5 separate regions of the Mus musculus genome follow, and regions 1, 3, 4 and 5 are each linked to region 2. The links are chromatin contacts, called in public HiChIP or PLAC-seq maps. All regions are on one chromosome and are shown on one strand. Each heading gives the region's core, a stretch centred on a gene start, on an enhancer-like site or on the middle of the called end of the contact. The rest is flanking DNA. Distances are from core to core; before and after follow the strand shown.

The links. HiChIP or PLAC-seq counts read pairs in DNA pulled down with a chosen protein or histone mark.
Region 1: a BATF HiChIP or PLAC-seq map of CD8 T cells shows a contact between it and region 2, with 5 read pairs. The contact joins two enhancer-like sites. A contact is called at or near these places in 1 of 484 Hi-C or Micro-C datasets (bone marrow-derived macrophages) and 3 of 115 datasets of contacts at active chromatin or transcription factors (CD8 T cells, effector CD8 T cells and large pre-B cells).
Region 3: a contact with region 2 is called in an H3K27ac HiChIP or PLAC-seq map of microglia, with 11 times the contacts expected there. The contact joins two enhancer-like sites. A contact is called at or near these places in 2 of 484 Hi-C or Micro-C datasets (bone marrow-derived macrophages and liver) and 6 of 115 datasets of contacts at active chromatin or transcription factors (bone marrow-derived macrophages, embryonic stem cells and microglia).
Region 4: a contact with region 2 is called in an H3K4me3 HiChIP or PLAC-seq map of the 230-238 cell line, with 3 times the contacts expected there. The contact joins two enhancer-like sites. A contact is called at or near these places in 1 of 15 datasets of contacts at CTCF or cohesin (large pre-B cells), 1 of 484 Hi-C or Micro-C datasets (nephron progenitors), 3 of 115 datasets of contacts at active chromatin or transcription factors (the 230-238 cell line, bone marrow-derived macrophages and large pre-B cells) and 1 of 9 other capture datasets (embryonic stem cells).
Region 5: a contact with region 2 is called in an H3K4me3 HiChIP or PLAC-seq map of bone marrow-derived macrophages, with 2.7 times the contacts expected there. The contact joins two enhancer-like sites. A contact is called at or near these places in 1 of 484 Hi-C or Micro-C datasets (liver) and 2 of 115 datasets of contacts at active chromatin or transcription factors (bone marrow-derived macrophages and neural progenitor cells).

The regions. Positions count from the first base shown.
Region 1 is chr10:44,819,099-44,823,143 of GRCm38.p6, forward strand. No RefSeq gene overlaps it. Among named protein-coding and RNA genes, the nearest start is that of 4930431F10Rik, 82 kb to the left of the region's middle. Within about 2 kb of position 2,658, at least 13 of the 459 cell types and tissues checked have an H3K27ac peak or open chromatin away from gene starts, as enhancers often do. A contact at or near this core is called in CD8 T cells and effector CD8 T cells, where this site is marked.
Region 2 is chr10:44,378,843-44,383,249 of GRCm38.p6, forward strand. No RefSeq gene overlaps it. Among named protein-coding and RNA genes, the nearest start is that of Mir1929, 21 kb to the left of the region's middle. Within about 2 kb of position 2,114, at least 189 of the 459 cell types and tissues checked have an H3K27ac peak or open chromatin away from gene starts, as enhancers often do. A contact at or near this core is called in the 230-238 cell line, CD8 T cells, bone marrow-derived macrophages and 2 more, where this site is marked.
Region 3 is chr10:44,689,692-44,693,782 of GRCm38.p6, forward strand. No RefSeq gene overlaps it. Among named protein-coding and RNA genes, the nearest start is that of Gm22503, 41 kb to the right of the region's middle. Within about 2 kb of position 2,045, at least 57 of the 459 cell types and tissues checked have an H3K27ac peak or open chromatin away from gene starts, as enhancers often do. A contact at or near this core is called in bone marrow-derived macrophages and microglia, where this site is marked.
Region 4 is chr10:44,750,629-44,754,596 of GRCm38.p6, forward strand. No RefSeq gene overlaps it. Among named protein-coding and RNA genes, the nearest start is that of 4930431F10Rik, 14 kb to the left of the region's middle. Within about 2 kb of position 2,238, at least 13 of the 459 cell types and tissues checked have an H3K27ac peak or open chromatin away from gene starts, as enhancers often do. A contact at or near this core is called in the 230-238 cell line, where this site is marked.
Region 5 is chr10:44,637,556-44,641,729 of GRCm38.p6, forward strand. The region is part of intron 2 of Gm35154 (a long non-coding RNA gene); the gene reads left to right. Among named protein-coding and RNA genes, the nearest start is that of Gm35154, 41 kb to the left of the region's middle. Within about 2 kb of position 1,361, at least 37 of the 459 cell types and tissues checked have an H3K27ac peak or open chromatin away from gene starts, as enhancers often do. A contact at or near this core is called in bone marrow-derived macrophages, where this site is marked.

The DNA of each region.
Region 1 (4,045 bases), core at 1,408-3,907, 440 kb after region 2:
GCTAACCATAGCAAAATGGTGTCTTCCACATAGAAAATTGACACTTGAGAAAACTCAAGTTTTCATGGCTCCATCTTGTTTTTGTGAGTGTGTATCTTCTGATTCCTTGATAGGGTGTCCTCTCTTCTTCAGAAAAGAAAATAGAACTTCTGTCTTTCCTCACTGAAACCAAGAGACAAAAAAAGATATGTATTCATTCTAATAGTTAACTTGAAGATGAATTCCCAGTTTTAAATATTATCATGGATAAGCCCCAGCATCAACTAGGGTGGATGAAAAGACATTGGACCACGCTTTTCCAGTCACTTAGTTCTCTTACATCAACTTTGGCCAAGAGAATGCCTAACCCCAGCAAGGAGCTATGGGACCTATATTACCATGAGTGTCTTAAGTACACTCATTCCTGTCATTGCTATCAAGTACTTTCTCTTTTCTGTATTCATATCCTGTTCTCAGTACAGGAGCCATAAGTGACAGTAGGGACATGCCTAGGCAATGGGGGATGGGCAGTGGAAAGTAAGTATGAGAAAGTACTGCCGAGACAACAAGATAAAACACCTAGAATGCAGCTCAACTTCAAGAGAAGATGGAAAGCTATCTTTTCCCAGACTCAACCATGCTGAAGAGTTCAAAAGGAAAACAGAGAATTGGTAGATTGAAAATGAAGAAAACATCGAAGGAAGCAGACATACAAATGTATGCTTGTTGGTCACGCTCCCACCCCACTCCAATTAACATTTGTAAAAGCTAGATTAATGGTGGCCCATTTATATGGATGCATTTACTGTCCTGTGGATTTCTCCTACATCAATATTAACAAATTTAACAGTAATAGATGACCGAAAAGAAATGACTGAATTCTGAGATTGAGCAAGCTTTTTTCCACTTAGCTCAGACCACTGAAAGATGAGCCCTATGTGAGAAATGGAAAGGGTAAAGAAACAGTATGTATCAAAAACAAAAGATAAGTTTAAAATTTTCTATCAAGAGCTATTCTTTGTCAAGGGCATGCTAGATTCTTTGGAGTCAAGTTTAGTCTCTCTCTCTCTCTCTCTTTCTCTCTCTCTCTCTCTCTCTCTCTCTCTCTCTCTCTCACACACACACACACACACACACACACACACACACACACACACACACAGAAGTGTAACAACACTTCTCATAACACAAACTACAAGAAAATGGAGTTATAGCAATCCTTTTAACCTGAAAGTGTGCTCCAGAAAACAGGTATCGTTGGCCAAAGCAGCTCAGTTCAAATCTCAAGAGCCCTAGATACGAGGAGCCAGAAATTCTTAGAAGGAACACAGTCTGTAGGACGCAGGGATTATACCAGCTAGAAAAGTGAATGAAAACTGATAGCTCCCTTGACTTCTGTTTGTCAAGGAGATTGTCACTGTTGACAGGGATGGCTGGCCCTGGGGAAAATGGGCAAGATAAAACTTGACAGAAACACTTGGGAGGAAATTTGACACTAGTAAAAACCACAGGTGTGAGTGAAACCACTCAGTAAAAGTTGGGTTGTTTTTCAGGGTCTGATGTTCTACGCAGTTCTAGTTCAAATTTAGAAGTTTGAGTGAACCATGTGGGGATGTTAAAACACAGAAGGCATTCCCCAGAGCCAGCAGAAGCATTGTACAATCACTACTCTCAGGGTACTCTCTAAGCTATTTAGGTTTGCTGAATGCACAAACAGCTCAGTGTTTTTAAGGGAAACACCCTGAAGCAGATAATAACTTGATCTCCGGGCACACTGAGCCCAGGGTTGTGTCCCAGAACCACTGTTTATTAGTTTGACTTCTCATAATTTCATTTTCTATGCCCCGGACTTCTAATTTTAATTGGAGATAATATTTCTATCTGATGGAAAGGATAATTGGAGAATCAAAGGAGACAATGAATGCGTTTAATGTTTGCTATGGTGCCTGGCACGTGGGAAGAGCTTCTTGAATCTTAGATATGGGTTTTATATTGATAGAATCATACAATAGCAACACTAATAAGAACAAACTTTTAAAGCCAAGCCAACATTTTTTTGACATAGGCTCTTACTAAGTAGCCCAGGCTAGCCTTGAAATCTTAAGGGCTGGGATTAAAGATTAGTTTCTTGAAATCTGCACCTGAACAAAGAAGAGATACTCTGATCTCCAAGAAAGATAAATGAAAATCTTCGTTTTTGTTTGTTTGTTTTTTCCTCCTCCCTCCCTCCATTCCTTTCCTTGTCACTCTTGGTTGTTCTCTGATAAGCTCCTTGTACCCTACACCTATGTTTCAGAGCCTGTAAGCAATCTTGAGTACCCTACTGCTGGCTTCTACTGGTCTCCACACTGCCCTTGCTTGAAAGGGATTTATTCACTATGTTCACAAGAGACATGGATCATGGTTCAGAGAGAAAGAGATTGAGAGAGGGAGAGAGAGAGGGAGAGAGAGGGAGAGAGAGAGAGGGAGGGAGAGAGAGAGAGAGAGAGAGAGAGAGAGAGGGAGAGAGAGAGAAAGCATATTGCTTTATTATTTTACAAGCAGGCTTACAATAGCACCCTCTATTTATAAGTAACATTAGGCTCTTTGTTTCTTGCTTACCTCCTTTAGCAGAGTAAGCAAGGCAAAGCAGGCCACTTTCTAGTAGATTGTGAGAAGATAGACAGCAGCATTAGCTTCACTGTGGGTTTGATGTGGAGAACAGAGTCAAAAGGAGATATTCTTGTGGGTTTCTATATGACTGAGAGGCAGCAAAGCTCTTGCTGTGGCAGCCGATTAAAACGAATGACATTCTGATCACCAAATGTTAATAGGTCCAAGTGGAAGTGTGGTGACCAAAGTTGAGTCATAACTTGAAAGGAAACCAGTCTTACCCATGTTTTTTTTTTTTTTTTTTTTTTGTTCTTTAGTGAAGACCCTTACTAAGCTCTTTGAAGACCATGGCTTTCTACAAAGGAGCAGCACAGCTACCGTTGGTCACAGCAAGTGGCTCTTCACACTCTTCAGTCTGAACAAGAACCAGTTATGAGAAGCTAGGGTTTTACTTACTTTTGGTGTGGTTAGCATTGGTGGGAAGGCAACTTACTGGTCTCTCCATTTATTAACATCATTGATCTTTGGGGTTTTCTATTGTTGGTCTGGCTAGCTTGGTTAAGGCTAACATCCTTTTGCCACGGAGAGTCTTGCAAAGTTCCTCCTCATCTGGCCTGTGGCTGAGCGAGGGGCTCTTCTGAGCCTCTTTGAAACCTATTTGGAACATTCCTAAACAGCAAAACTTAGACTGTTAAGTGATTTTTTTTTAGGGTACTTAATTATGGAGACCTCTGTCCTAATGCTTGAATTTGCATCTTTGTCCTCGATTTTTTTTCTTTAGGGGAACTCTAATATCTATTCCAGAATAGATATTCAACTTGGATTGATTATAATTGGGGAGGGATTGGATTTTATCTGGAACATGAAATAAACAATTCCTAACACTTCTTTATCAAAAACTACACAAAAGAGTGTTCATATTTTCATGTCAGAACAAACCTGTTACTCTAAAGTTTTGATATTATTTCTCAAAATTTTCATACCTGCTATTGTTCATATGTAAAGAAGCACCCAATGTTCTGTTTCAGTTAGTCTGCAGAGTGAAACAACATTTATAACACCCACTTTCATTGTTTATTAGAAAGTTAAAAGCCACAGTTCAGTGTAGGATGGGAAACAAGGAATTGTCTCTGAGTTCCTCTGTGGAGCTTCTGGCTTGTGCCCTCACAGCTCAGAAGCACTTCTCATCCTTCATATAGAGACTATTCTGTTTAGAAGTTGGTAAGTACACGTGTAGCTGCTTCTTTCCAGGAATACTTACTCCTTTCTTGCCACTCTCCAGACAGTAAGCTAATTTCTCAGAGTGAAACACAAGGAAACACCACCACTCAGTACACCCTGCATGCTTTCTACTGTGAGAAGGTATACCAGAAGCCAGCCTCCAGAGATCTGCTGAGCACAGTCTTTAAACGAGGTGACAGCTCATTGACCACTCTTTACATGGAACAAGATTTTCATTCCAATAGCTGAAATT
Region 2 (4,407 bases), core at 864-3,363:
ATAAACATTGATTCTTATATGTCTTCAGATTTAAGAATTACAGAACATAGAACACTGAGCTAACTCCCATGGAATAGTCAGGTTCCCTTGTGTATAAAATACAGTTAACAGGAAATGCCTCATAGGACAATAGAAGAGTTTATGTGAACAAGTAACATACAAAATGCTTGAGAAAGCACCTGGCAGTTTGTACCCCATAAATGCTGGTTGTTCTAGGCAGAGGATGTAACTCAGTTGGTATGTGCTTGCTTGGCATTCATAAAGCTCTGGGTTCCATTCCCAGCACCACATAAAACAAGGTGCTATGGCTTCTTCTACCTGTGATCCCGTTTTGGGAGGCTCTGTAGCCGAGGCCAAGTTTAAGGCCAACTTGGCATACATGAGACCCTGTCTTGAAAAACCAAACAAATCCATAACGTTTGGTTGTCATTGTCCTTGCTTCATGTTCTTGTCAACTACATGTTGAATATCCTCACCTCACTCCCAAAATACACTGACACACACAGACACAGATACACACAAACACACACATACACACAGATACACTCTCACACACTCACACAGATATACACAGTGACACACACAGACACACTAACACACATTCACATACATGCACACTGATACACAGATACTGACACACATACACACTGACACACACACACACATAGAGATACACTCAAACAGACATACTCACACAGAGACACACAAACACTCTCACAAACACACACACACACACACACACACACACACACACACCACCACCACCACCACCTCAGTCTCCTTCAGTGTCTGCCTACCCTCCATCATCTTCAGTTTTTCCTGCAACCTTTGATCTCAAGCTGTCCTCTGAAGTCTGTGTCTGTCCGACCTGACAGATGAGGCTAAGCCTGGCCCTCTTGCAAGCTGGCCTGTGCCAGAGTTGTCTAGGCAATGTTTGTTGCTTTTTAATGATAAGTATAACTTCTGGGGAGTGCTAATTTTAAAAACTTTTTAAAGGTCAATGCCATACTTCTGTTGAGCCAGCTCACCTGGAGATTGGCTTTAGTGATGGGATTCTCTGCTTTGGCTCTGCTATGCTGTTCTCAAGCCCACACACTGGACCTTCTTGGTCCAGTTGTCCATGTTTCCATAGTTGACCAAATTGTTTACCCTAATTCCCCCACAGTTAAGAAAATTCTGTGACATTGTCAAGAAAGCCATTGTCCATTTAAAAGGTCATTCATCTTTTTAAAGGTCTCGTTCATCTCATTCATCTTTTTCTCTCATTCATCTTCCATTGGTATTTTCTGCCTGTGTTCACTGTCTGCGCAACAGCGTGGCTGTTCAGCGCTCTCCATATGGACCTTTGATCCCTCCCAGATTGCAGATTTCTGGAGACCAAAGCCAGAGAGCTTGGTACCACTCCTGAGGTGAAGGGCAGAACGGGCGCAGCCTGTCTGAGGACTCTCGAGAGGGTTCTGCCAAGCACATGGCTCTCTACTTTTCTCCTCTGTTATTTCCAGAAAGTCTCACAAACTCCTTCCATCTCAATTCGGGCCTTCTTCAACAAGCAGAGACAGATTTAAGGTGAGGGACTTCTCCGGCTGGCCCTGCAGCCGGGGTCTGAAAGTGACGTGTCAGGCAGGGGTTGGGGCGTGGTTGGCCTCCACCCTCGGCTGGAAAAGGACATTTTTTTTTTTCAAGGAGAAGGTCTTGTCTCTGTGTCTACCTCATCGCAATCCTCTTTGTCTGGTTTCTTCCTCCTACCCAGTCTCCTTTGCCTGCCTTCCCCTTTCCCTGACTGACTTCCAGGCTACCCCTCCCCCAGCCTGTCTTCGTGCCTTCCTCCTTACACTCGCCTGATCCTCTGTGCGTCTGGTCGGTTTCTGTTCCCTCTTGTTCTTTTTCTTTCACTTTCCGCCGCCCACCCGTCATTTTTAACAGTGTCATCATGACTTACAGTGTGGGAACATGGAACTCAGCGTCTCCCACATTACACAGCCATCTCCGGATTCCATGTGACCAGCACTCTTGCCCTTCGCTATGAGGGCAGAATTGATGCCCCACCACTTCCCAGCTGCCAAGGCCCAACTCTCTCTGAGTCTCTGCTTCCTGCTCACTGCAGAGGAGGGCAAGGCTAGAGCGGGAGGATGGGGCAGCTGCTCGTACAACTGCGAGCGGAGGTTTCTAGTACTGACATATATGACTATCTTCATAATCGACAGAGCTCAGCTGAAACATCCAAGTCAAACGAATAGCAGGGTCTCAGTCATACACAGAAAGCACTCTTCCCTTTTTCTTCCCTCAGCCCCACACATGCAGGCTTGTGCAATCAGTTCTTATATAAAGATCTGCTTGAAGTCAGGCCTGGGGTTTCTCGGAGGCATTATACCCCCCTTTCAAAGGTCAGGGTTCACTCAGAGCAGCTAGAGTAACCTGGATGTTAAGAGTTGGGAGGGGAGGCACCTCGAGGTTTCCGGGAATAGGACCTTCTTAGACTCTGTTTCACAATGCAAAGAATGGTTTGTATGTCTCACATGCAAACCAGATTTGTTGATCTGAGTGGCAATGTCCCTTTGCAACTGTGACCAAGGATGGAAATTAAGCCTGTCTCTGTCTCAGAGGCTGGGCTTCTGCCAAGCACTCCGTTTACTGCTGGTTTGCTACCTTAACCCTTGGCAGCAGCCCGGGGCTCTGCTTGCAGCCAGCACCCAGCCAACACAGTGAAAGTGATCTTTGCATTGAGCTGTCTGCCTACAGGTCTCTACAGGCATCTCCTGCCCTGGCCTGTCTGCAGAGCCAGAGAGGCTGGCTGACAGGAAAGTGAGCCAAGGCTCCTGGCAACGTTCCAAGTCCCAGAAAGGAACTGCACCTAATCCAGCATCCTCTTCCTTTTTTTTTTTTTTTTTTTTTTTTTTCAGGTGCAAGTGGTTAAAATTCACAGTCATGGTTCCACTGAGTGGAGAAGCTTCACTCCCAACACAGCAGGGCCGGTCCGGCGCTGGGGCCCAGTTAAAGGTGATTAAGCTGTTTAGAACAGAACGGATGCTCAAAAAAGGGGCCTCCAGCCACGTTCCTCTCTGTTCTGCTGTAGGATGCTGGACACAAAGGCCCTCGGCAGCTGCCACCCCTCAGTCTCGAACTTGCCTAGAACCCTGAGCAGAGACATAGTCGGTTCACTATCCGGTACCGACCGGTTCTGGTATTCTGTGACAGTGGTAAGCGAAACGAAGCCACCTCCCATGGGCGCACCCTCCCACGACACCTGCAAGAGAGCAGCCACAAAGCATGAGGCTGCTGGTCCGTAAAGACCTCGAAGTGGCCTCAGAGGCCCAGTTCGGGTACTGAGAAAGTATTGATGTTTATGGACTATGCAAAGATGGTCTGAAGAAAAGGGAAAATACAGCAGAGATCTTCCTACATAGGAATGCAGTTTCAAAACACAATTTGAAAAGAACTATTTCTAGGGGCTGAAGAGGTGGCTCAGCAGTTAAGAACACTGGGAGCAACTCCAGAAGACCCAGGTTCAATTCTCAGTGCCCACATGGCAGCTCACAACTGTTTATAACTCCAGGTCCAGGAGATCAAACACCCTTCCAAATACATAATGTAGGCAAAACACCAATGCACATAAAATTGAAAGAAAGAAAGAAAGAAAGAAAGAAAGAAGGAAAGAGAGAGAGAGAGAGAGAAAGAGAAAGAAAGAGAGAAAGAGAAAGAGAGAAAGAGAGAAAGAAGAAAATAAATCCGGGTAACGGTGGCACATGCCCTTAATCCCAGCACTCGGGAGGTAGAGGCAGGGGAATCTCTGTAAATTTCAGAATAGCCAGAGCTGCACAGAGAAACCCTGACTCAAAAAAAAAAAAAAAAAAAAAAAAAAAAAAGAAAGAAAAAAAAAAGAAAAAGAAAAGAAAAAGGAAAAGGAAAAGGAAGGAAGGGAGGAGGAAGCGGAGGGGAACTAGTTCTATAAAACCGTAGCTTTCATCCGTATTCACTAAAGGGCAGCAGTCTACCACTCCAGGCTGCCTTATATCAGAACTAAATGTGTAATGCTGCCCAGGCTGAGTACTCACCTTAGGGTCCTTTTAACTGGTTTTGAAAGTTTCAAAGCTGAACTTCCTAAGGGCTTTGCCCTAGACCTATCGATACACATGGAAATGTAAGGGGGAAAAATCCTTTAACCTCCATATATATACACATACATACATATTAATCTGAAAAAAAAAGGAGAAATTGAGATGTAATAGTAGAGGCAGGACTAGCAGTAACTGACTAATACTTACTATGCTCATATGCGGTATGAGTGTAAACGTCATACACACGCAGTGTCAGGTTTTTTAAATTCGATTGTATGACTGAAATGCTTGGTAGAACTTCTGCTTCTGGCCAGGATGGGATAATCGACCCAATGTGTCTTCCTTCCTGCAA
Region 3 (4,091 bases), core at 795-3,294, 310 kb after region 2:
ATCTATTTTTAAGTAAGCTTGTTGTAGTGTTTCCCTCTGACTTTTTCAAACATCCTTACCATGATTTGTTCCTCCTGCTTCACTCTCCCTGTATTACTCTCTCTCAGTAAAACTGCCTCAGATTTTGTTTTTTCCTTTTCTGCTTTCACAGTACCTGTTTCCTACTACCCTGTCTAGAGGAGCCCCTTCTCTTTGCTTCCTCCAAAGTCCATTTGAAGAGTTTTTGCTCTGTATTGCCTGAGCTGGGCCCTGGCACACTGGTATCTTTTGTGAAAATTCTCTGAGCTCCAAACTGGCATTTGTGTGCTTGTCTATCTACAGATAATAACCCACAAGCAGTCTTCCTGCTTATGGAATGACTAATTCCACCGTTCTTGAACAGTTGTTCTTGTGGTGGTTTCCACACAGTCCTGCAAAAAAACCATGAAGTCCAAAGGGGGAAAATCACTATGGATATAGTTTATTTCTATGTCCCAAAGCATTTGATTTTGACTATTCTCAGAATTAGAGAAAATACTTTTCTTTCCCAATCTAAATATATAGAAGTTTACTTTCTATAACAAAATTTAAATTTAATTTAATTTAGCATCAAATGACTTGGTAATTACCAGCCTTGAAGTGATATTGAATATTTATACTATTACCCATATCTTAGGTTCACACATCACATTTTCCTTAACACTGGGAATGAATGGGACATTTAAGTTTTTGGGCAAGATAAGGTCAGGATGACAGGCAACAATGGGAAACCATGTTAGACATGCTGACCTTGGTCAAATGTTCTTGATGTTTTTCAGAGCAGACTTAGAAGTCTGTTCTTTGGACTTCATGGTTTTCTGCAGGACTATGTGGAAGCCACCACAAGACTGACTGTTCAAGAATGATGGAATTAGTCATTTTCTTAAAAACTCCTAATATGGCTAGATTAGTTAATAGATAAAGAGTCACATTGGACATGAAGTCCTATTTATATAAGAGGGGCATTGTAAAGTGGATCAAAAAGTTCAAATACTCAAACAACAGCATTGTTGTGATGGGCAGGCAACTCTAGGCATTTGGTGCTACCCAGCACTGATATCCTCAGCGTCACACAGTACCCATTTGATTTGATCTCAAAGCTAGAATTCTAAGGACTATAACCTTAGGAACATGGGGAGAGGTCTACGAGCTTTTTAAAAGTGTGTGTGTGTGTGTGTGTGTGTGTGTGTGTGTGTACATGTTTTCCTGTGCATGAATAGAAGAGGGTAAGAATATTAACCTCTACTTCAAGGGTAATAAAAGTCCATCTGAATTTCCATTTGCTATGTCAGCAAAGAGTATATGAATTCAATAACTCATTTAACAATATGACAAAATATTTATAAAGACTCCCTCACATATAAAATCCATGCATGGTAGTGCACATCTATAATTGAAGTATACATTTATAACCTGAGCACTGAAGAGGTCATCAGAATGGTCACTACAGGTGCAAGGCCAGCCTGGGGTACCTAGTGGCTTCTAGACTGTGTAGGACTACTTATGAAGATCTGTCTCATAAAACAACCACCACTACCAAAAAAAAAAAGTCCTAAGAAATATTAAGTGTAGGTTTTTGTTTACAAAATGTCTAGAGTCATTTTGCTTCCATTTTCACTGCTAAGTTTTTAAGTCTATGGTTCATATCCTATCTCTGTAACTCCTTGGACCCAATCTCCATTCCAGCTCTTTAACCCTTTATTCAAATTGGCTCCTAGAAATCACTGCTTGCCACTTCAGCCTCTAGTGTGCTTTCTTTCAACCCATCCCCACTGTCTCTCATCATTATTTTTCTTCTTGCTCCGGAAACCGTCTCACTTCTTACACCTCTGGCATGTACTCCTCTATTTCCTGCTAACGTCCTGTCTGTTCCGATGTTTCCCAGACGCCTTTGCTTCAGTCTTCAACGCCCTCCTACCCGAGGTTTCCACCTACGTCTTCCACTTCTCACAGGCCACTACAGTGTGCAGAGACTATCCCTGTTCTCATGGCTGCAAGCATGTGGGGACGGTGACTCACAGATTTACAGCTCATGTCCTGTTCCTTGCTCACGGTTTATTCCCATCTCTCTGACTGACCATTGGTCATTTTCACTTGAAATTCTTCCCAGAGTCTCAAATTCAACAACAGCTAGCTAGCTGAGCTTGCCCTCTCCCCCACAAAAACACTTCCCTTTCCTAGTTCCTCGTTTCTGCCCCACAGTCCAGTCTCACGGTCATTCCTGCTGAAAACAAGGAATCCATCTCAACCGTGTCTCTCTCATCCTTACCTTTGCTCACCTGAAATTCCCTATCATGTCTGAAAATTCAGTTCTACTGACTTGTTTCCCCCAAACTTCCCTTACTTTCTCGAGGTTCTTTCTTTCTTGATCATTTACAATGCCTTCTAGCCAGCCTCTCTGACTGTACTTCCCGTCTGTCAGCCTGATCTCACACATTACTCCACGGTTCTCTGAAACAACGTTTCACACTGCTTCCCTGTACCCAACTCTTGGTCCTCCTACGTTATTCATTGTTCTTTCTCGATTGCAGACTATAAAGCAAATAATTATTCTTTGGGTCCCAAAAGATACTGAATACCATGCTAAATTCTATCTTCAAAAGATACAATTGTTGCAGAAATCAAAGGAGAAACCTCTACCACTCAGGTTAGAAAACTAGATTAGTGTCTAAATAACACAATAAATGGGGACAAATGAGAAACTTACCAGTGCTACATGGACCAGGTATAGAACAGCAAGACCAAAAAAAAAACCCAAGTCTTAGATTATGTAATTCTGAACGCTGCTCAGCTGAAGGCTCGGTGAGAGAGCTTTCCTAGGATGAGGGTACCAGTAATTGATCAGAGGAAAGAGATAAAGCAAGTTTGCTGTTGCAACTTTCCTCCTCAGCTTGCCAATGTCGGTAGAAACCCTGCCCCTGGGGGATTCAGCTGTAAATTTATGGTGTTGGAATAATTGATGAACTCCAGGGAGTTTTTACTGAATTCTTATTGGTTCACTTTTTGATGGACTTTTAAAAACTATTACTGACTCTTTGTGACTTCTGTGAACTAGAAAATCACTAAGTCCAAGTTCAAGTGACTCCAAGGTAAATTTTTATGTGCAATGACAGTGTCGGAGAAGTTTCTAGGCCTTGTTTTAGACTATGCTTGGCCAGGCTCTTATATACACCCTTTCTTCAGAGAAAGGACACAAGGAAGAATATTTCAAGTCAGTTATACCAGATGTTGGGGAGAAGATGTTGGAAGAAGATAAAATAACTCAGCAAATTAACTTAAGAAGGAAAAGAGAGGCTTAAAAAAACGTTTTTTAAAAAATCTATTTTTATTTAAGAAGGGAGTTGGTGTGTGACTTTGTACTTTGTTCTTAAAATCACTTTTATTTTCCTAGCCACACCACATTGATAAAATCCAGATGAGTCTTTGGCTACATTAACTTGCTGGATAGCTTTGTCAAATGTTGTCCATCTAGAAAAAGGCTATCCATCTTGAGTCTCACCACAGCCTGCTATATACTATAGCTACAAGTAAGAAAAGCCTTTTAAAAACTCTCTTGTTACTGCTATTGTGTTGAAGACCCTCACCCTTGACCCAGCCATCTTGCTTATAGAAAACCATTTTTTTCCCATGAGTGTCTAGTGATATGTGTGTGTTTGTACTAACAAGACTGAGACATACTTGGCAGTACTGCTATTATGTTTACAAATCTAGGTTCAGTAAAAGATCCTGCCTCAATAAAGTAGAGAGTAGCCAAGGAAGGTGCCTGGCCTCTACTTCAGAGGTGAACAGCTTGTCCAACATTACCAAAAATGTTGCTAAGGCAGGAACAAGAGAATGTCTAAGGGACTTAGGAGCCTGAAAATCACCAGAAACATTGTATGTTGTATGTTATATGTTGGGAACAGAACCCAGCCAAGAGTGGATTGAAGAGAGAATTGGGATGTGAGGAAATAGAAACACCAAAATCTAGATGACTCTACAGTGGAGGAGCTGGAGATGAACAGGAAAGGAATGATAATTAGGGGTACAAAGGGCCAGCAGTCAAGGTAGTTGATTATAGAGTCTGTCCATAG
Region 4 (3,968 bases), core at 988-3,487, 370 kb after region 2:
GCCATATATCCCTACCAGTTCATTCAACATTAATAGGAAAACCTCTGTATTAAAACTTACAACATACCTCTGCAGTCTCAACCAAAATGCCCCAAGCCAAACAGCACATAGTGTATTTGTTTTTCAGAAGGGAAAGCATATTTTTCTTTTACAGAATGTTGATGTGCAGTAGATGTTAAATACTGTATTCATTTTCTAAGGCTCTTCTTAAATTGAAATGATTTATTAAGGCAAATTATTCTGAGCAGATTTTTGTGTAGCTATATAGGCATAAAGGATGATGGTGAACCAGAAAAAAAAAAAAAAACCAAAACGATCTTTTTCAGAGTATGACAAAGAATTTAATATTTAAAAAAGTAAGAAGATAGAAGTATCAATGGTGTAATTTGGCTGAGGTTAAAGTTGACAGTAGATGGGCAGGGACCACAGACTGTTAAGGAGACTGCAGCACCTTCTCATGAGGATTCTAGGCTAGACCTTACTTCCATCCTCTGATCCCACTTTCCTAGAGAGCACGGCAGCCCCAGTCCAGGGGTTCCATTCTGTGGCTAATCATTAGACTCCTACTGTTTTCCATCTCCGTGTGTGAGGACAGGAAACCCAGAAAGCATGGCTAGGGAAGAGCAGTTAATTTTTAACTCAGGGTTCATCTTAATGGAGTCTGGAGACCTGGTGGACTCTTTAATTGTTACCAGAATTTTTCCATCCAGATGGGCTTCACATGACAAATATCTGCGAACCAGCACAATTTCAGTCACTGCTGAGGCGCAGCATGGAGAAGCTCTCTACGCATGTCTGAGTCCATTTGGAAAGGAAGGAGCCTTTTTACGGCCTCTGTCCACGGCGCCTCTTCAGGTGGGGTTTCTATCCTGCCTGAAAAATTCTACACTCAAGAAGTAGCAAAAGTCTCATTTCCGCTGGTGTAAAAGTTTGTCTCCATAATGAGCATGTCCCCGGGCCTTGGCGTCACATCTGACCGAGGAGGGTTAGGCATTTAGTGGACAAGAACAGTTGTCACAAGATCACAGCCCAGCCTCTCAAGCACAGGTTTTCCCAGGAGAACAGTCTTCTTACCTGCTTTGTCATCAGTAAAAGTTTGGCCTCCACAGTTTCCCATGTTCACAAAGAGGTGAGGCTGAGGAGAACTGAGGTGCTGACACATGTGGGGTTCAGGGTCTCTTGAGGTGAACCTTGGGGTTGTGGGAGGGTGCCCCTTCATGCCTTTTACATTTTGTAAGGGTTGCTTGGTATTACACCGCTATGTATTTCCCTTCAAAAAGTTCATCTACAAATCAGATATTTGTTCTCTATGCATTAAGCTCCTTCCTGGGGCAGTAACCAGAAAATGAAAGAAGATATTAGAAACCATTATTCAGGCAAATGGAGAGCATGGAAAAACTCTGGACACAGTAAGTGTGTGGGGACGGAGAGGACCACAGATGGAGTCTGGAGGTCCGGACTCCCATTCCCAAGACCTCCTCACACTGCCCCCTTGGTTTGAACTCCACAGGGATTATCTGGCCATTTCCATTTGCTACATAATGACTCTTGCTCTTGATAAAGTAACCAAGAAGGATGGAAAGAGGCTCCTGTGAGGGAACCTGAAGGGAGCAGGACCTCCCGTGGCATGTGTTTCGGGATCTGAAAAGAGGAAATTCATACACAAAGAACAATTGGGGAACAAATGAAAAAGTCTATTTCTCTGGATGACTTAAGAGCACGAATGAGATTACTTGTGTGTCTTGAGTCAAAGGTGAACAGTTAGCAGGAGGGATAGGAAATAGAATGCTTTAGCTTCCAGATTTTGATTTGAAGTAAAAAACCAGATACTTGGTGCTCAAGTACTGATTACATTGAAGCCACTTAATTTGGGGCAGGTTTTTTTTTTTTTTTAAATCCCTGGATTCTCTAATTCCCTACAGAGTTTTATTTTTAAAGCCTTTGTACAAGACAGAATGACCAGAGAAGAGCTAGGGTTTGTTTTTTTTTTTTTTTCCTTAAAGGGGTTTGAAGTTTGTTTGCTTAACAAAGTGTTTGCAGTCATAATTAGGTTGCATATTAAAGTTCAAAACCAACTCATGTTGGAAGTGACTGAAAATTGTTACCATCTGATGGCTTTGTGGGCAGAACTCTCACAAACGACACTGCACGCACCGAGGCATAAAGGCCGGTTTCTGGGTATGGCCCCAGGAGGCTTGCAGAGTCTGGGCAACGCTCAGACTGCAGATTTCCCAGGGTGGCATCATGGGTCTTAAATCTAACTGTCACAACATAATGGCTTTGTTCTGATGCAGCCATGCCTAGGGGATTTGGCTTGCTTTTTCATACTTTCATCTCGTGTCTTATCTATCGGTGGAAACACAGAGGTCACAACAGTTGTAATTTCTGAGGAAGTTCTTTAACACTCACAATGGAAAATCCTTCTCAATGCCAGGCTTCCTGAGAGAGAGCAAGGGAGAGAGAGAGAGAGAGAGAGAGAGAGAGAGAGAGGGAGGAAGAGAGAGAGAGAGAGAGAGAGGGAGGATGAGTCAGCTATGCCTCTGTTGCGTTGAAAGGCAAAACTGTGTTTAATTTTAACAGTGCCCTACTTCCATCTCAGCCAGCATATGAAGCTGATTTGGGAATAGAAAGAAGAGTTTTATATGGTACTTTTCAAACATCTTGCCCCCAGCAAGAACCCAAGTGTTTCTGAGAGAGAAATCTTGCTATCTGCCACACCTCCATCTTTTATTTCTTCATAGAAGGACTGGACAGTCCAAGTTGTCTCTTCTGATGGTGAGCATTCCACAAGAACAAAAGCCTACTAAGTGCATGCTGGGATGCAGGAGTTGGTACAGATGACCAGGGTGCTTGGAACTACCACACACGTGATACTGGAGGGATTCTTATGTTCAACTAAAGCTCTTGGACCCAGGTTTATATGCAGTAGGAGGAAGACTGCATTTCTTCCTTTCTTTAAGGAGCTTCCATATGAAATTCACAACTGAACTTGGACCAGGTTTAAGGATGAATTTTGATTGTGAACTCATTCATTTCCTGAGCATTAGTCTGTCCCTCTTAACTCTTCTAGGACATACATACATGCCAACACATCCATGCTGCTTAATAACATAAGAAGTAGAATCTGAGTAGGAAAACAGTCCAGGATAATGACGAAAGAAGCCACCGAGGATTTGGTTTTGTGATCCAAAGCAGGCAATAATTACAAGACAAAATAGAAAGAATTACAAAATATTAGACTGACTTTATAATGGGCAGTGTGTGTGTGTGTGTGTGTGTGTGTGTGTGGTGTGGGAATCACAGCACACTTTTGAAGGTCAGAGGATCACCTGAGAGTGTTGGTTCTCTCCTGCTACCATATGGGCCCCAGGGTTTAAACTCAGGTCATCGGACTTGGTGACTAGCACCTTTACCCACTGAACATCTCACTAGCATTAAAAAGATTTTAAAAACTTTTCTGAAAGTTACTTTTTGGATACCTATTTAAATGTACATCACAAGCAAATATTTTACTGACCACTTTATAAATGAGTGTTGTCCTGTTCCCTTCAGAGCCTATGATAACATTTGGAGAAAAGCATTAAGTAGACAATGTCCATTCCATCACTGTGCACAGAGCCCCCCTCCACAGTGAAGATAGCAGATGTATCATTTTAGCCAGAAAACCGAACTAATCTGGACCAATGCTGTTACAGTACAGGCTCGTTTATAGAGTGACCCTATTACCCATGAGCATTTGCAAGCCATCAGGATCTACTAGGATATAGTAGCATAGCCAAGGAGAACACTCAGCCCAGTATCTACAGTGAGGCAATATCCTTACTCCACTGAAGGTTTGAATGACAAGTGGAACTGTCTATATGCTAAAGCAAAATTTATGACCCTGTTTAACATGTTTGAGACTTAAATTTTTATTTCTTTCTGATCTGTGGCTCCATGACCCTTATTTATAAAATGTGTATTCTACA
Region 5 (4,174 bases), core at 111-2,610, 260 kb after region 2:
GTGTGTGTGTTTGATTCTGAATTGTGGTGCACATATATATATGGATATGCATCCACCCACTGGAGCATGCTCAACCTACCAGGGGCCACAGCCTTAAAGAAAACTGACACCATCTCCCCAGAAGCCAGCAACTCTCACTAGCTCCTCTGCAATCGGGACTTCAAGAGTCCCTCCCTGGTCTCCATGCTGGAATGTTGCCTGACTTGGTATTGTGTACGTCATTGGGCAGGCAAGCACAAACACAGTAAGTTAATAATGTGAGTTCCTGAATGAGCAGTCCTGTCCTGTCTAGAAGACACTATTTTCTTCTGATCCTCCCTGATCTCTGACTCTTACACTACCCCACCCCTGAGATGGTCTCTGACCCCTGAAGAGACAAGGGGTGATATAGATGTCCCATCTTTGTCTGAGCACTCCACAGATTCTGCACTTAGACCAAATGTGAGTTTCTGCATTATTTGATGTCCCCTACACAAAATAACCTTCTCTGATGTGGTCTGAGAGCTGCACTAATCTACAGTATAGAAATACAGACTTAGAAGGCAGTTTGTTGGGATCCATCTGGTAAAACCCTTTTGTGGTCAAATTTTCAGTACCAGACATGTGTTTAGAAGCTGGCTACTTCTGTAACACTCATGCTACCATTGCACCCATGAGTACATCTTGTCATAGTGGTAGTTATTGTAGCTTTCAAGGTTCACAGTGGGGCAAGGCTATTGAGAATCTGACTCTACCCTACCAGTAGCCTGCACAACATGTACTGCTACTGAGAAAGCTTGTCAACAGAAAGGAACTTTCCTGGTCAAAACCAACTTGATTTCTCCATTTCCTGTGGCCAACGTGTGTTCTGTCTTCAGCAGTAGGGTCTTACCATAAAGTCCTGGTAGGTAAGCAAGAACAGTGGCAGTAGATTTTATTGTGGGCTCAGGCCAGGGGAGCAGTCCCTGAGATACTCTTAACCAACAGCTCAAAAGGAGGAAGATCTTAACTGGAGACAGGTTTCTTATATGACATTCAGTGGCTTCTTAGAGAATCATTATCTCCAACTAGGGTAGCACTGTCCTCCACTCTTTCCTAGTGTCTCTAATTTGACTTTTGACACCATGGTTTCTGTTTACCCAATACCCATACCTACCTTCAACCATACCCACAAAAGGTTATTTTTATAAGCATCAATATGACCATAATTACATTTTTCAGGGACACCCTATGCCTGAACTGCTCTGTGTGGCTTACAGATGCCATGGCTACTTGTTGACAACATGTCTTGCAATATTCGAATCCACTTTCTGCTCTGGCCAATGCTGAATTACTTTCAGTTCCCCTAATGAACCCCATTCTTTCCCACAGTTACTTGTTGCCATGTGCTAGTCTTCCTCCGTGTAAGAACACAACTCTTAGCCCTTCAAGGACTCAGTTTAAACATCATTTCTCTGGGTATGGCAATTATTCCATACTGCTTCCTATTTAACTTGGAATTCTGGTCTGAATTTGTCTATTTGTTTTCCTCACATGGGAAGGCAAACACTTCAGAGGCAGGCATTATATTTTGTATTCAATTTGTATCTCCTGGGATTCTTGAGGATATCATTATTCTACAAACCCACAGTAGTCATTTTCATGGCAATGGAATGTTAGCAGGAACAAGAGGAGAATAGTCAGTTTCATTTCCCTAATAAGATAAACTTATTCTCTTTACCAGGTAAGCGTTAACATACTGGCTGGCATATAATAAAATGTATTATATAGATAAATATTTTTTATTGGAAATATACATATATATGTATATATATATGTAAATTATACAACTATCCTTAATCAATGAGCCATCAGATAATGTCTCTATTTAACAGTTAATCTTCATTTAAGTCTACTCCCAGGGTATCCTTCCTGGGGTGCTTATTTCTTTGAACTTACCCTAATCCTTAATGTGTCTAATACTGCTTTGAACAAAAGCAAATAATAAAAATTAAGAGCTAAGCGTGTCTTGTGGGACACCCTTCTCGACTCCTTAGGTTGCCTGAATTTAAAGGTCCATGAGTGTTCTCCTAAGCAGAGTTGTTAGAAGTTTCCAACAGTAACTAGGTAAACCCAACTTCTTGTCTAGATTCATTCTTGTCTAGAAAAAGAAAGCTATTTATGCTACCATGAACATTTAAAAACTAGCAAGGAGTTAAGAAACCAAAAGGAGACACCTTTAATTTAATGTGATTGAAATACTATATAAAATTAGCCCCTCATACCAAGCATTACATTTCTATAGGTATCCTTCCCCTAGGGATCTCCTGTGGACAACCATGAATATTAATTTCTTCACTTACAGATACTTACTGTGGTGAAGAAGATACTGTCCTCACTAGGACTGAAATACCAACAGAGTTGAGTGTGTCATAGAGGGGACCAATGCGTTTCCTGTGCAGTCAGAAAATCCCTTTGAGAAAGTGACAAGGAGCCAGACATGTTGGGGAGAAGCTGTCTAGTCAAAGGGAAGATATTTGAGGTCCCATGTTAGGACCTTGCAAAAAGGAAGAAATATATATATTTATCTAAAGAAATGCTTTTATTTATACATACATATTTATATTTCTATATGAATATAAAACATGTTTACCTTCCTTAGTCATTGAGGAATACAGACCATTATATAATGTGTGTGTATGTGTGTGTGTGACACAATATCAGAATGTTTGAAATAATGAAAAAATTATTTTTGAGACAAGGTCTCCCTATGTAGCTCTAGGGTTTCTGGAATTCACTGTGTAGACCAGGCTGGCCTGAATCCTAGATATCTGTCTGCTTCTGCCTCCCAAGTGCTGTGATTATAGGCATGCATCTCTATGCCAGGTGAAATAATGAAAATATTTTTCACCAAAGGTAAGGAAAGACGTAAGAGCAACTAGAACACTATATTTTGCTGGTGTGCATATACATTAGTAAAACTATTTTGGGGTATTATTTACTACTGTCTACTAAACTTGAATTCAACATATCATATGACTTAAAAATTTCTATTTCTAAATCGAACATAAATTTGTTGTATGTGCGTCTAAACAGTTGCTAAACTTTACTTCTTATAGTAGCACTTCCTGTAAAAGACAAAAAGTAAAAACAATCAAATGAGCAGCAATGGTGAATGAATAAACTGCAGAGGATTCCTACAATGCTGTGACAATAATTAGTGAGCCTTTGTTACACATACCAGAAGAGAATATTGTGGAGTGGAAAGCAGCCAGAAACATGCACAATGATCACGTGCTGCCGTTCCTGTAAAAGTCAAGGCCGGATGAACAAATCTGTGGTGTTGGAATCAGGTTTCTATGGGTAGAACATAGGGAGTAGTGGCTGGAAATGTGTTGAGAGGGATTGAGTGTGGGAAGCCGCCCCCACATTCGCCGTTACAAGATGGCGCTGACAGCTGTGTTCTAAGTGGTAAACAAATAATCTGCGCATGTGCCAAAGGTAGTTCTCCACCCCATGTACTCTGCCTTCCCCGTGACTACAACTCGGCCATGGTCTGCAGCCAATCAGGGAGTGATACGTCCTAGGCGAAGGATAACTCTCCTTAAGAGGGAAGGGGTTTCGCTTTCGTTTTTGGGTTTGAGGCTTGCACTCTTGCTCCTGAAGATGTAAGCAATAAAGTTTTGCCGCAGAAGATTCTGGTTTGTTGTGTTCTTCCTGGCCAGTCGTGAGAATGCGTGTAAGAATTGAGGTGTGAGCTATGTCTTCTTTTTAATCCAGGTGATGTAGGTGGTACTTGGTGCTGTTACATCGAGCTATGTGTTTATAGTTTTTCTCTTTGCATGCTTTTGTTTCAACAAAACATTAAAATCAGAAACTACTTGTTACAGACACCATTAAAGTCATAAATGGTTGCTTCAATAATCTGTTTCCCCTGGGATCAAGTTTCCATGTCAGTTTGATCTTTCTCTTACCTACATAGGTTAGTAGAGAATGGCTGTTTGCTGGTTCTGTGTATTAAGGAACTTGCTTAGTTTATAAAATTGGTATTGGTTGTGGTGAGAGGGTGCTGCGTTTTCCACAGACATTTCTTCAGTATCCAAATGAGGCAGCTGCCACATTATCTTCCTGGTTCTCTTCAGAGACTTGATTTGATTTCTTTAGCAAAAGACCCCATGGTTTTGTTGTGGGGAGCTTAGAAGGAATGCACGGTTAC